Linked DNA regions of Rattus norvegicus: region 1 is linked to region 2. Evidence: chromatin contacts called from public Hi-C data. All regions are on one chromosome and are shown on one strand. The core of a region is the stretch at or near the end of the contact, and the rest is flanking DNA. Distances in the headings are between cores, read along the strand shown. Region 1 overlaps Frk (fyn-related Src family tyrosine kinase). Region 2 holds the start of Frk (fyn-related Src family tyrosine kinase).

Region 1 (6,069 bases), core at 126-2,625, 51 kb after region 2:
TATGTTTGTGCACTAATTGTGTGCCGATGCCCAAGAGGGTTAGAAGAGGGCATTGGAGTTACAAACAGCTGAAGAGTTTTCTTCTGTGTGTTGAGAACTGACTTTGGGTCTTCAGGAAGAGTCTCCAGTGCTCTTAACCATTGAGCTATCCCTCTAGCTCACATTCTCTCTCTCTCTCTCTCTCTCTCTCTCTCTCTCTCTCTCTCTCTCTCTCTGATTTGTTTCTTTAAAAAGCTATGTCATTTTAACTGAGCAAAGAATACTTACGTTCTCAAAACCAGAAGTGGTTCAGATTTTTTTTTTAAATCAATTGTGAGCAATACACTTTCTATGATAAAGGGTTGGTTTACTGATCATATAGATTCCATAGATTATTTAAGAGTTCCATAATAGTTATTTATGGTTGTTATGATTCATTTTTGTGAGAGTATAGGATGTACTTCTCTAGGGACTCAGCTCTTTTTAATACACACACACATGCATAATTTTTAGAACCAAAGAGTTTTATCCTTTAAAATATTTGATTACCATTGTTAGAACTATCACATAAACGGCAAAACTCCCTTTGTGAGAAGAGTATCACTTCACATATATTCATCAAGAATAATGTCCTCATGTGGAAGTGACCAGAATGGTATGATGTTACTACCTGAATACTAACTATAATAAAGGATTTATCTGAGTGATGTTATAGAATTCTACTATAGTCTATATTTACAAATGCCTCATGAATTAATTTTAAGGATGACTTAAAGAGAATGAGGAGAACACAAGTTCCCTTAGGAAGGATGTATATTCTTCATGTTGACCTTGGGTATATGGTTCACGTTAACCTTGTGTGTATCCTTCACATTGACCTTGTGTGTATACACTGACTTAGTGTGTATCCTTCTCATTGACCTTGAGTGCATCCTACATGGTGAATTTACACACACAAAGCTTTATTATTTTTGAGCAGTTCTTTCACTATGTATAAGCACTTTCCCCAGAGGACTGCAAAGTCCTTGGGTAGAAGAAACTTTCCTGTTCCTTCCGTTTAATGCATTTCTGTCTTCCATGTTTTCCTACGAGTTTGCAAAAATGCTAGACACTCAAGTCCTCTGTTCTGTATGCTGTAGTCCTTAGGAACAAAGAGAATCAAGGTCACTGACACCTCCTTAAACCAGTAAGCCTGGTCTTGCAATAACAGAGTTAATCCTCTTGTCTTCAACGTTTTATATTATTTTAGAAACACTGTTTCATACCCTAACAGGTTAGCATTTTTTCCCCAAGTAATCTGGCTGTGGTAGAGGAAACAAAGTAGAAGATGTCACACTTTAGTGTGACTCCTGCCTCACATACCAAGTCCAGAGTCCTGACTCAGACCTGAGTCACACACCATGCTCAGCCACCACTGTTACTCTCAAACTTTCCAGAGATGCTAAGTCATTCAGATCTCACTCTTGCCCTGTGGCAAAAGGCTCTGTGTTTCCTTAGCAGTCCTTTGAGTTATCCATTCTTCATTGAAAATTAATGTGGACCTCGTGGCCATTAGAGTTTGTCATTAATTCTGTTACTATGAACCATGAAAGTAAATACAATTGTATATCTAGAGCATGAGCCAGTATTAAACGTGCGGAAAAAAGTTGCTCCTTGAATTTATTATGTAATGAAACTTGTATGGATTCGGGGAACGTTTGATATTGGTTAAAGATGTTTGCTTTATAAAAAGTGCACACGCGGCAGAAAGAAAATTGTCTGTTAATAACTCCACTATCTCATATAGAATGTATTAAATTTTAAACATGTTGGTGCCATCTTAGAAAACGCCTTTTAATTAAAGTCATAATTTAGTTGTGTTCAACTTAATTGCAAATATCATTGACTGTAATAGCGAGTGACTTTTCCATGAGTTATGGTACATACTGCCTTTTCTTAATGTTGCTACTAAGAAGTTGTGTTTCAAATGTTTTAAATACTCTATAAAGTTAAATTAACATTTTATTATGCAGTCCTTGGATTGGTGCTTGTGCACATATATGCAGATACACAGACAGAAGACCTTTCTCTTCCCAGGGGTGCTGACTGTTGGAGGAAGCTCTTACTGAAACTCATGGCTAATGTTTTTAGATGCCACAGTATTCTTTACAGGACTTTTTCTTTTCCCCTTTTCTTCTTCTCTGTTGAAGCCATAAGGTCTTTTGGTTTTGACTCCTCTGTCATATTTATTTAAAATATTCTCTATGTTATCAATTTGAGCTACTTGAAAGAAAGCCCATGAAGTAAGCCACATTGTTGTTCTCTGAATGGAAGGAACTCTACAAGAATCAATGTCAGTTAAAGAGAAATTGATGTCATATGGAGGTCAGTGAATTTGATGTCTTTGTAATTCATGATATAACGAACTTTTAGTTCTGCCAAATTAAAGTGATCTTTTAGTCCATTTTGTGTCACAATGCCTTCATAGGTTGAGAGAAGCTAACTGTTTCTGAAGGCAGTCTTTCCTTACATTCTGTCCATCACTTCAGGAACACATGAAGAGTGATAGGCTCTTAACAGCCCTGAAAACAATGGGCACTCATAGTGATTTGTTAGAATCACTATATTAGATAGATTTCAACATTTCCCCTTTTTATAAGAATGTAGATGTAATATAGATATGTAATGGCTAGAATGTTGATATGTGAGTGGCTGGAGATGGAGGCTGGTCAGGAGGATAGTGGAAGGATTCTTTGACCTGTGCTCTGTATGTGCCCTTGCCTTGGAGAGGAAAGATTTTGTATTGCAAAGGCAGCTACTGCTACTTGCTATGTGGCAGCAACTTCATGAGCCTGGAATTGTCTATATGTCATTTCCTTACTTCCTATATCTGAAGGGAATGGCAGCTTTTATCCCAGCAAACGTTGCTCCAGTTGAAGCCAGATAGGTGATAATAGTGTAGTACCCACTGGTCTGTGAAGCTGAGCTTCAGGAGAAGAACCAATTAGAACAGCAGTTTTACACTAGCTGACTTCCAGGCAGCTAGGGTGAGGGTCTTAAGCCCACATGCACGGTGACACACCCACTCTATCAAGGCCTCACCTAATAGTGCCACTCCCTAAGCCAAGGACATACAAACCATCACACCATCACAGTTGGTTGGTTTGAAGTTTAAAAGCACAAAACATTTATTTCTCAGTATTCTTGTGGTTAGGAGATCTGATCTATGGTGCTGGGGATATTTAGTGTAAAGGAAGGGGTCTTTTCCTAGTGTACAGATGACCATCTCATCTGTCAGAGAGAAGGTGCTGGGTTCTTCTTTGGGACTGCACACTCTTGAGTCCCTGTACTTATTCCCAAAGGCTTCGTTTATAATCCATCCTTTAGGTACTTGCAGCCTCAATGTATGAATTTTTGTTTTAGAACAAGCAAACCTTCAGGTCATATCTGTTGCGAAGAACTGAATTGTTTCTTTGTAAATTTTTCATTAGTTTAAGACTTTCATGTAATGTGTTTTGATCCTATATACCCTGCCACCAGCTCCTCCTATTGTTAGCGATCAAGCTAGTGAAGTAGAAGACCCACCCACCTAGCAAAGCAAGGGTTGCTAGGCATTTAAGGAGTGTGATTAGAGCCTGGGTGCTTATGCTCTGCTGCATATACCCATGTGAGAACTGCCCACTCATCCAATGGAGAGAGAATGAGAAACTGGTGTCTATGTTGTTCCTGCCGAATTTCAGATAATTTTACTTACAGTTGCCTGAGATTCTGGCTACTTACACAATTTTCCAACTAATGTTCTAAAACATGATTAGCCAACACTCTTATATTAACCACAGATTAGCATTTATGTATATTTAAATTACTGTATAGTAATTTGCTCTGTACTGGATAGACAAATCCAAATCTTATTAAAATTATCTGAGAATACCAAACCTGATAGTCCCAAACTATACTCTACATATTTGTTTTTGTGTTCAGGGATAAGTGTAGTAGTCCTTACCCTTCATTAAGGAGACTTGCCTTTGCAATAGATGGAGACCATTACAGAAAAACCACAATTAATCAAAATGCACAGTTGTGTAGCCCAGTCCCAATAGAGGCACCCACAAAACAATTCCAGTGTTCAAGGCACAGGAACGTTTGAAAAGAGGGGGTAGAAAGATTGTAAGAGCCAGAGGGTCAGGGAGTTTGATGTGACATTGTGTCTCCTAGTAATAGCAGAAGCTACGCCCATAAAGCCTCACCATCGTGACTTTCTAAATATGAAGCTGAACAATATATATTATCAAGATGAATGGGGGAAGATCACAAAGCCTCAAACTTTCACAAAGAAATATGTGTATATGTATATTACAACTATTAATGAAAAAAGAGGTCATTAACTTGAAAGTGAGCAAAGAGGAGTATATAGGAATGTTTTGACAGAGGAAAGAGAACAAAGAAATGATATTAATAATCAATAATCAATCTTGCCATTTTCGCTTTACATGGCCTCACTTAAAGCAATAAATCTCTGACTTGAATTTTCTTTTTCTTTTCTTTTTTTATTACCTTTAAATTAGTATATACAACATATGGTTTAATTCTGTCAGTTTTGTTCTTATTTTTTTTAATTGTAATTTTATGTGTGTTTCTGTTTTGCCAGCATGTATGTCTCTGGGAGCTGTCACGTTCCCTGAAACTGGAGTTGCAGACAGTTGTAAGCTGCCATGTGGGTGCTGGGAATTGAACCCAGGTCCCCTGGAAGAGCAGTCAGTGCTCTGAACTGCTGAGTCATCTCACCAGTACCGTTTTCATCCTTCCTGTTCCTCATCTTATACTTTTCTAGCAAATCTCCTCCTTGCTCTGTATCTCTTCGCTTTGATGCCTCCTTTTCTTTATCTCTTCCCACCTCAGTATCCCTCTTTTTATTTCACAGCCTGTGATCATACCCCACACAATGCACATGAATATGGACATTTTAAATTTGGATTTGCCTGTGAACAAGAACAGGTGATTACTCTGTTTCCCAGTCTGACACACATTGCTAAATAGAATACTTCAGAGATCCATCCAAATTTCATTTTTTCTTTAGCTAAATAAGATTCTCTTGTCCTATATTTCATTTTCATTATCCATGCATCTGTTTAGATACATGTAGTCTAGTTCTACTTCTTTGCTACCATGAAAAATACAGCAATCGACATTGATGTGTGGGTATCCCCATGGTAAAGCTGAGTCTTGAGTCTATGTCCTAGAGTGGGATAGCTGTGTTGTAGAGTCGTTATACGTCTCATTTTCTGACAGACCTCCATACTTATTCCCATAGTATCTGTACTATGTTACACTCCCAGCAACAGCAAATAAGGATTTCCTTTCCTTTCCTTTCCTTTCCTTTCCTTTCCTTTTCTTTTCTTTTCTTTTCTTTTCTCTTCTTTTCTTTTCTTTCTTTTCTTTTCTTTTTTCTTTCTGAATACTCCTCAGCATTTGTTTATTTATTTATTTATTTATTTATTTATTTATTTATTTATTTTTATTAACTTGAGTATTTCTTATATACATTTCAAGTGTTATTCCCTTTCCCGGTTTCCGGGCAAAATCCCCCTCCCCCCTCCCCTTCCTTATGGGTGTTCCCCTCCCAACCCTCCCCCCATTGCCGCCCTCCCCCCATAGTCTAGTTCACTGGGGGTTCAGTCTTAGCAGGACCCAGGGCTTCCCCTTCCACTGGTGCTCTTACTAGGATATTCATTGCTACCTATGGGGTCAGAGTCCAGGGTCAGTCCATATATAGTCTTTAGGTAGTGGCTTAGTCCCTGGAAGCTCTGGTTGCTTGACATTGTTGTACTTTTGGGGTCTCGAGCCCCTTCAAGCTCTTCCAGTTCTTTCTCTGATTCCTTCAACGGGGGACCTATTCTCAGCTCAGTGGTTTGCTGCTGGCATTCGCCTCTGTATTTGCTGTATTCTGGCTGTGTCTCTCAGGAGCGATCTACATCCGGCTCCTTTCGGTCTGCACTTCTTTGCTTCATCCATCTTGTCCAATTGGGTGGCTGTATATGTATGGGCCACCTGTGGGGCAGGCTCTGAATGGGTGTTCCTTCAGTCTCTGTTTTAATCTTTGCCTCTCCCTTC
Region 2 (5,793 bases), core at 2,723-5,222:
AAAAGTCTCAGAAGGGAAATTGGTTTTGGCTGGGATGCCCAGAGGAAGGCCTTGAGGAAGCAATAGGAATTTTATTCAGACTTTGAAATGCAGGCCAAAATCTTCTGGGAAGGAATGCTGAGCAAAAGAATGCCAGAGGAGACAGAACCAGATGTGAGAACAGATAAGGCTTTCTAGGAGCCTCAATAAACTAATTTGGTTGAACTGGAGGACTAATGCAGGACTGTAATGGAGCAGGATGTCGAAAGGCCCTGTCTGATAGAGTCCGGATAAAGCATGCATTCCTCAGCTTTGATTCCAAGCCATATTTTTTCTTTTCTTCAGGCAATGAGGATCTGCTGAAGGTTATTGTGCAAGAGGGGGACTTTATTAATGTATTCTGGATTACATTGGTGTAGGGAATATAGAGGACAGTTGCCAGAGGAAGGGAAGCTAGCCTGGGTAGCTGGTTCAGTAAAGCCTGAAGTAAGGGTCTAAAATAAGAGCGGGGCCTTCCAAAAGCCTCTGCACTGTGCTTGAGGCCATTTTCACCCCCCAGACTCTCTCACTTTGCATGGTTATATAAAAAGTGTTGCTTCACCTCTAACGCCTTAAACCCATTTCCCACCTCCCTCACTTCCTCTTCCTTTCCCTTCTGTCCTGCCATCTCTGCCCTTCCCCCCATCTCTGTATGCATCTCTCACTTTTCATTCCTGTGAACTAAGTCATTCACAAATATTCTACTACTTACATTGTAGACGGTACTGGAGGCATCAAAGGTTTGGAGAACAGGGTTCTAGTCTGAGAAAAGCAAATGATAAGGGAACCAAGAGGGACTCAGTGGGCAGCCAAGTAAAAAGTTGGTGTCACACTTCAGGGGGGAACAGAGTACTAACCTATTATGTCAGGGAAAATGGCACTGAAGCCAATGTGGAAAAAAGACAAGGAGGTCATCAGCGGAGTGAGAGGAGGGAGGCTGCAGCATAGTAGAGAATGCGGACTCTCTTGTCAGGAGCTCTTGGTAGCAGGTAGTTTTGGGAACTGAGTAACAGGTTTTACACACAGGAATGAGAGACTATGATGTTGGGGGAGTTCATGGGTCTTTGTGTGTTTTGAGTTTAGTTTTGTTCTAAACATGCTGGAGGGTGCCGGAGAATTTAGACTTGAAACGAGGCATCGGATTTGTTTGTTTGCTTGTTTATGGAGTTGGCAAAGCCAAGGATTTATATTTTTAGGATCTGCAGGGTGCTTGCTCCTCACGATCCAACCACTTGATGACTTTGGCCCTTTGGGCAAGCCACCTAACCTCTCTAAGTCTCAGTTTCTTCTCAAAACAACAGAGAACCAGTTAGTTCCCTCCTAGACCTTGTTCTCTAAATACTGAATCACTTACAACGTTCCTAGTATGGTTCTCAGAACACAGAAAATCAGTGCTGATACATACACAGCTGCTGCTTGTGCTTTTGCCACAGTCACTGGCCATTCACTTCAGGGTTCAAGCAAGCTGGAGATAAGAATGAGTGGGAAGAAGAGAGGGGAGGCCAGTGAAGACTGTGGAACTTTCTATTTTCTGTTCAGTGACCAGCTGTCATTCAGATGGAGTTTTTTTTTTTTTTTTTTTTTTTGGTTTGTGTGTGTGTGTGTGTGTGTGTGTGTGTGTGTGTGTGTGTGTGTGTATAATAAATCAAAAGGAAGGCTGAGCAGTCCTAAGTGACTGACTAGCTTAAAGCATCCAGAGAATGTGTCAAAGTCAGGCTACAAGCTTGGGTGCACAGGAGAGCTTTGGTGTCACTGACATGAGAAAATTCTTTCGTGTTGGGCTCAGGTTCCCAGTCCACTGTTCTCCTGACATCCTTGGGTGGATGATACTATTTCAGTTTCTTCACCTGATGTGCTGGGCTGTGCTGGGCTGTGCTGGGCTGGGCTGTGCGTTTGTCACTGTCTCATCTCACAATGTTTTGACCTAGTCACAGTGAAGGCATATTTTAAATTTAGAGTAGCAAAGTGTTTGGAGTCTTAACTCCACTCACAGTTGAGTTTGGGTCCACCTCTGCCTAACGGACCTTCCAACTCTTTTTCTGTTTCTAGATCATATAGATGTCTCAGGAGACACCACAGCATCTGCATCCGTGTTTAAAGGCATCAAGAAGATACCACACCTTCATAGTTCATAGTGTTTGGCACAGAATATTTGTTATGAATCATTGGTATCATGATCATTATTTTTATTTCTGTATAAAATATGGAATTACATGTGCATTCTGTTTTGTGTCTCATGCTAGTAAAATAAAACAACAAAATATGTCTCAGAATTTGGCTTGTGTGTGTGTGTGTGTGTGTGTGTGTGTGTGTGTGTATGTGTACGACATGTATGGTGGTTATGTGTCTATGTATGGGAGTACATGTATGTGGAGGGCAGAGGACATTGGGGCCTGCTTTGTCATTTTCAACCTTAATTCACTTCAGAAATGGTCTCTCCAGGATGGCAGATGCCTCCTGCCTCCGTTTCCCAAGTGCTTGTGGTGACAGGGCTGTAATCATGCCTGATTTTCTTCACTTGGGCACTAGAATCTAAATCCAGGTCCTCATGCTCACAAAGCTAGTGTTTTGTCCATCTGGTTACTTTTGCAAGCCTACCTGTGTTTTATCTGCTTCTGCAAAATGTTACTTCTAAATTCTGTATATGATTCTAGGGAATGGTTCTCTGGGTTTTTTTTTTTCTCCCATTTTCCTCTCTGAGTTGAATATTTTATTTATTTATTTTATTATTTATTTATTTATTTATTTATTTATTTATTTATTTATTTATTTATTTATTTATTTATTTATTTATACGGTATCTCTCTGTACATTGTTCTGGCTGTCTTAAAACTCATTATGTGTACCAGGCTGGCCTGAAGAACTGACGGATGCCTGCCTGCCGGTGCTCCCTGAATGCAGCTAAGTGAAGAACAGGACTTTGCCATGCTCAAGGCTATGGTTCAAGAGAGAGATTTTTGGGGCATATGGGTGGGTTGAAGCCAAGGCCTGCTAATTTCCAAGCACATCCTAAATCCCAAGAAAAAAATTCTCAAAATGCCTTACACAAAACAGACGCTTTAATTTCAGCCATCTGAAATTTTGTGATGTTCTCTACCAGCACAGAGTCTGTGCAGATAGGATTGCACAGTTGCTCCTGAGGTCTAGGGTGACAGTGGCCTAGGGGAAGCAGGGCAAAGCCTACTTACTGGTGGCCTCGGAATAGCTATCTTAACCTGAGCCTTGGTTGTTCTGAGGTCCTAGCACAACCACTACCTAGTCCAAATGAGTATGGACCCGAGGTCCAAGTTCATCAGACAGCATTTCTACAAATGCTCTAATCAGCCAGCTACCGATTCCTTCCGTGTGCTTGGGTGCAAGGGCTACAGAAATAGCGATGTAAGGGATGTCTCTGTGGGAAAACACAGCCCTTCAGGTTCTCAGCATTTTACCCAGCTGCTTTTCTACTTTTTTTTTTTTTCAGAAACTACTGAGGCTATTAAAATCTATTCCTGGTGATAAAAAAAAAATGGTAGGGACTCAATGGCTCTTTCCCAATTGCCCCATGTCTGGCAGAACATACTTAAACTCCCAGTTTTCTCTTTTTAAAAAAAATTCTCTACCAGTATCAAAACAATCCTGCTCACATTTGTGGGGAAATAAATCTCTGCCTTGCATTCTGTGAAGGGAATAGAGCAAGACAGATAGCCATCTGGGCTAGCCTGTTTCTCTAGAGTATGGGTTTTGGCTGCTTTAAGAATCTGGCTTCTTGGTAAGGGGGCTGGTCTATCCTGGGTGTGGGAGGAGGGAGGGGTAAAGCTGACCTGGGAGTTCCTTTTAGATCAGACAAAAAGAAACCAGGAAGTTAGGAGGAATTATTACAGTCTGTACAGCTCAGGATGTTAAAGGCGATAACCTCCACGGCCTGGTTATTCATTAGCAAGAAGGAAAGCTCGGGGGAGAGCAGGACTGGCTCAGCTGCAGGTTTGAAGCTGGGTGAGAGCAGCTGCAGCAGGCCAGGCTGGGAGCTTTCGCCTGGAGTTAGTCTCTCCGTAACTTTTTCCTGGGACAGAGGGAGAGGTGGCTGTTCTTTGTTCTCAGATGTCCCTCTAAATAAAACCTTTTTTATTTTATTTATTGTTGGGTGCCCAGGCAGTCAGGAAGAAGCACTTTCCCACTGGACCTCCTTCTCAGTCCCCCTCTTGATTTTGCCCCAGGGCAGCAGCTACAAACAGAAAGCCAGCTGTGAGTGTCTTCTTGGCCAAGCCCAGATCTGCGGAGAGATCCGAAGCAGGACTTTATAGCTCTTCTCAGTATGGTGAGTTGTAGCTGATTTGGAAGCTGGTGGAGGAGGACAGTGGCTCTGTACAGTTTGTGGGGATCTCCCCTGCTACTACCACCAGCCGGAACACCATGGGCAGCGTCTGTATGAGGCTTTGGGCATACCTTCAGCCTTTTCTCCCCTGCTGGTCCCAAGAAGCAGACAAATCAGTGGTGATTGAGAATCCAGGGGCCTACTGTCCTCCAGAGGCCAATCGAAGCCAAGGTCAGTATTTTGTGGCTCTGTTTGATTACGAAGCTCGTACTGCAGAGGACCTGAGCTTCCATGCCGGCGACAAGCTCCAAGTCTTGGACACTTCTCATGAGGGCTGGTGGTTGGCCAGACATTTGGAAAAGAAGGGACCCGGCTTAGGTCAGCAGCTGCAGGGCTACATTCCTTCCAATTACGTGGCAGAGGACCGGAGTCTCCAGGCAGAACCGTGAGTAGCACAGGCCATACTTGATTCTCTTGGGGTTTAGATACTTAAAACTCTGTCCGACTCTCCCTCCTTCCTATCCACGGCCTCTCATTCCAGATAGGTCCAGTGTATGGAAACACATTTCAGATGCCGTTAATTGAAACATGTCTTTCCCGAAAAATGAGAGAGGACATGCAGGTGACTACTACTAAAATGACTTTGATTATAGTGGGCACACTTACAATCCATTTAATACTGGCCCTCTGCCTCACTTTCATTAGAACGACATTTTCATTTATGGGTAACTATGGTCTCTCCTAACCCTACTTTCAAATCTACAATCTGAGGCTTTTTGTTTAGTTAGTGTTAACTTTCCAAGCATGCCAAACTAATACTACAAATCCTGCAGCTAATGACAACCATTTCCATCCTGGTAGGGTCACAAGTGAGCTAACTCACATAGAAACAACTATACAATGGTGGTTTCTTTCTGGTGAAACTATGACAGAGAAAACTTTCATAGGATTCCTCGATCCTGAGGTGTACTATTCCAGCTACGATAGGTTTTGGATTTTAGGATTGAAAGCTGGCCAGGTGTAGACAGCAAATTTTAAGAAGAAAAGTAATGGTGGATATTTCTTTCAACAGTAGATTTAGATTTCATTCTGAAAAAGTGATTTTAGAATAGCCGGGGGTGGGGGGGTGGGCGATGATGAGCACATTTATTATTAGTGCTTTTTTCCAGTTATCTGTCTCCAACTGTGGTGGTTAAACAATTATCTAACCTTGTTAGAAATGGACTCCAAACGGTTGTTGAATACATGTTATGAATTGAATTGGAAACATGCCCTGCAAGCTCGGGTTCTGAATCTTTTTCTCCAGTTGGTGGCGCTTCGTTTGAAGTCTATAGAAACTCGAGGGAGTTGCACCTAGGTGGTAGACAGGCCTCTGAAGAGTGTTCCCAGCCTTTATTCCATCTCGTGCCTGTGTTTACCGCTACACCATAACATGAACAGTCTGTCACGTGCTCTTTCCACCCTGAACTTAATCACTGTGC

Evidence for each region. A called contact is a pair of places that touch in the nucleus more often than the background predicts.
Region 1: a contact with region 2 is called in a Hi-C map of the Rat2 cell line, with 1.7 times the contacts expected there. The contact joins the enhancer-like site here to the promoter of Frk in region 2. A contact is called at or near these places in 2 of 12 Hi-C or Micro-C datasets (the Rat2 cell line and mammary epithelial cells).

What each region holds. Positions count from the first base shown.
Region 1 is chr20:39,869,991-39,876,059 of GRCr8, forward strand. All of the region lies in intron 2 of Frk (fyn-related Src family tyrosine kinase), which reads left to right. Among named protein-coding and RNA genes, the nearest start is that of Frk, 53 kb to the left of the region's middle. Within about 2 kb of position 1,376, at least 8 of the 93 cell types and tissues checked have an H3K27ac peak or open chromatin away from gene starts, as enhancers often do.
Region 2 is chr20:39,816,469-39,822,261 of GRCr8, forward strand. Frk (fyn-related Src family tyrosine kinase) reads left to right here and starts at 3,973. Exons shown (of 8, transcript NM_024368.2): 1 at 3,973-4,757. The coding sequence starts at 4,411.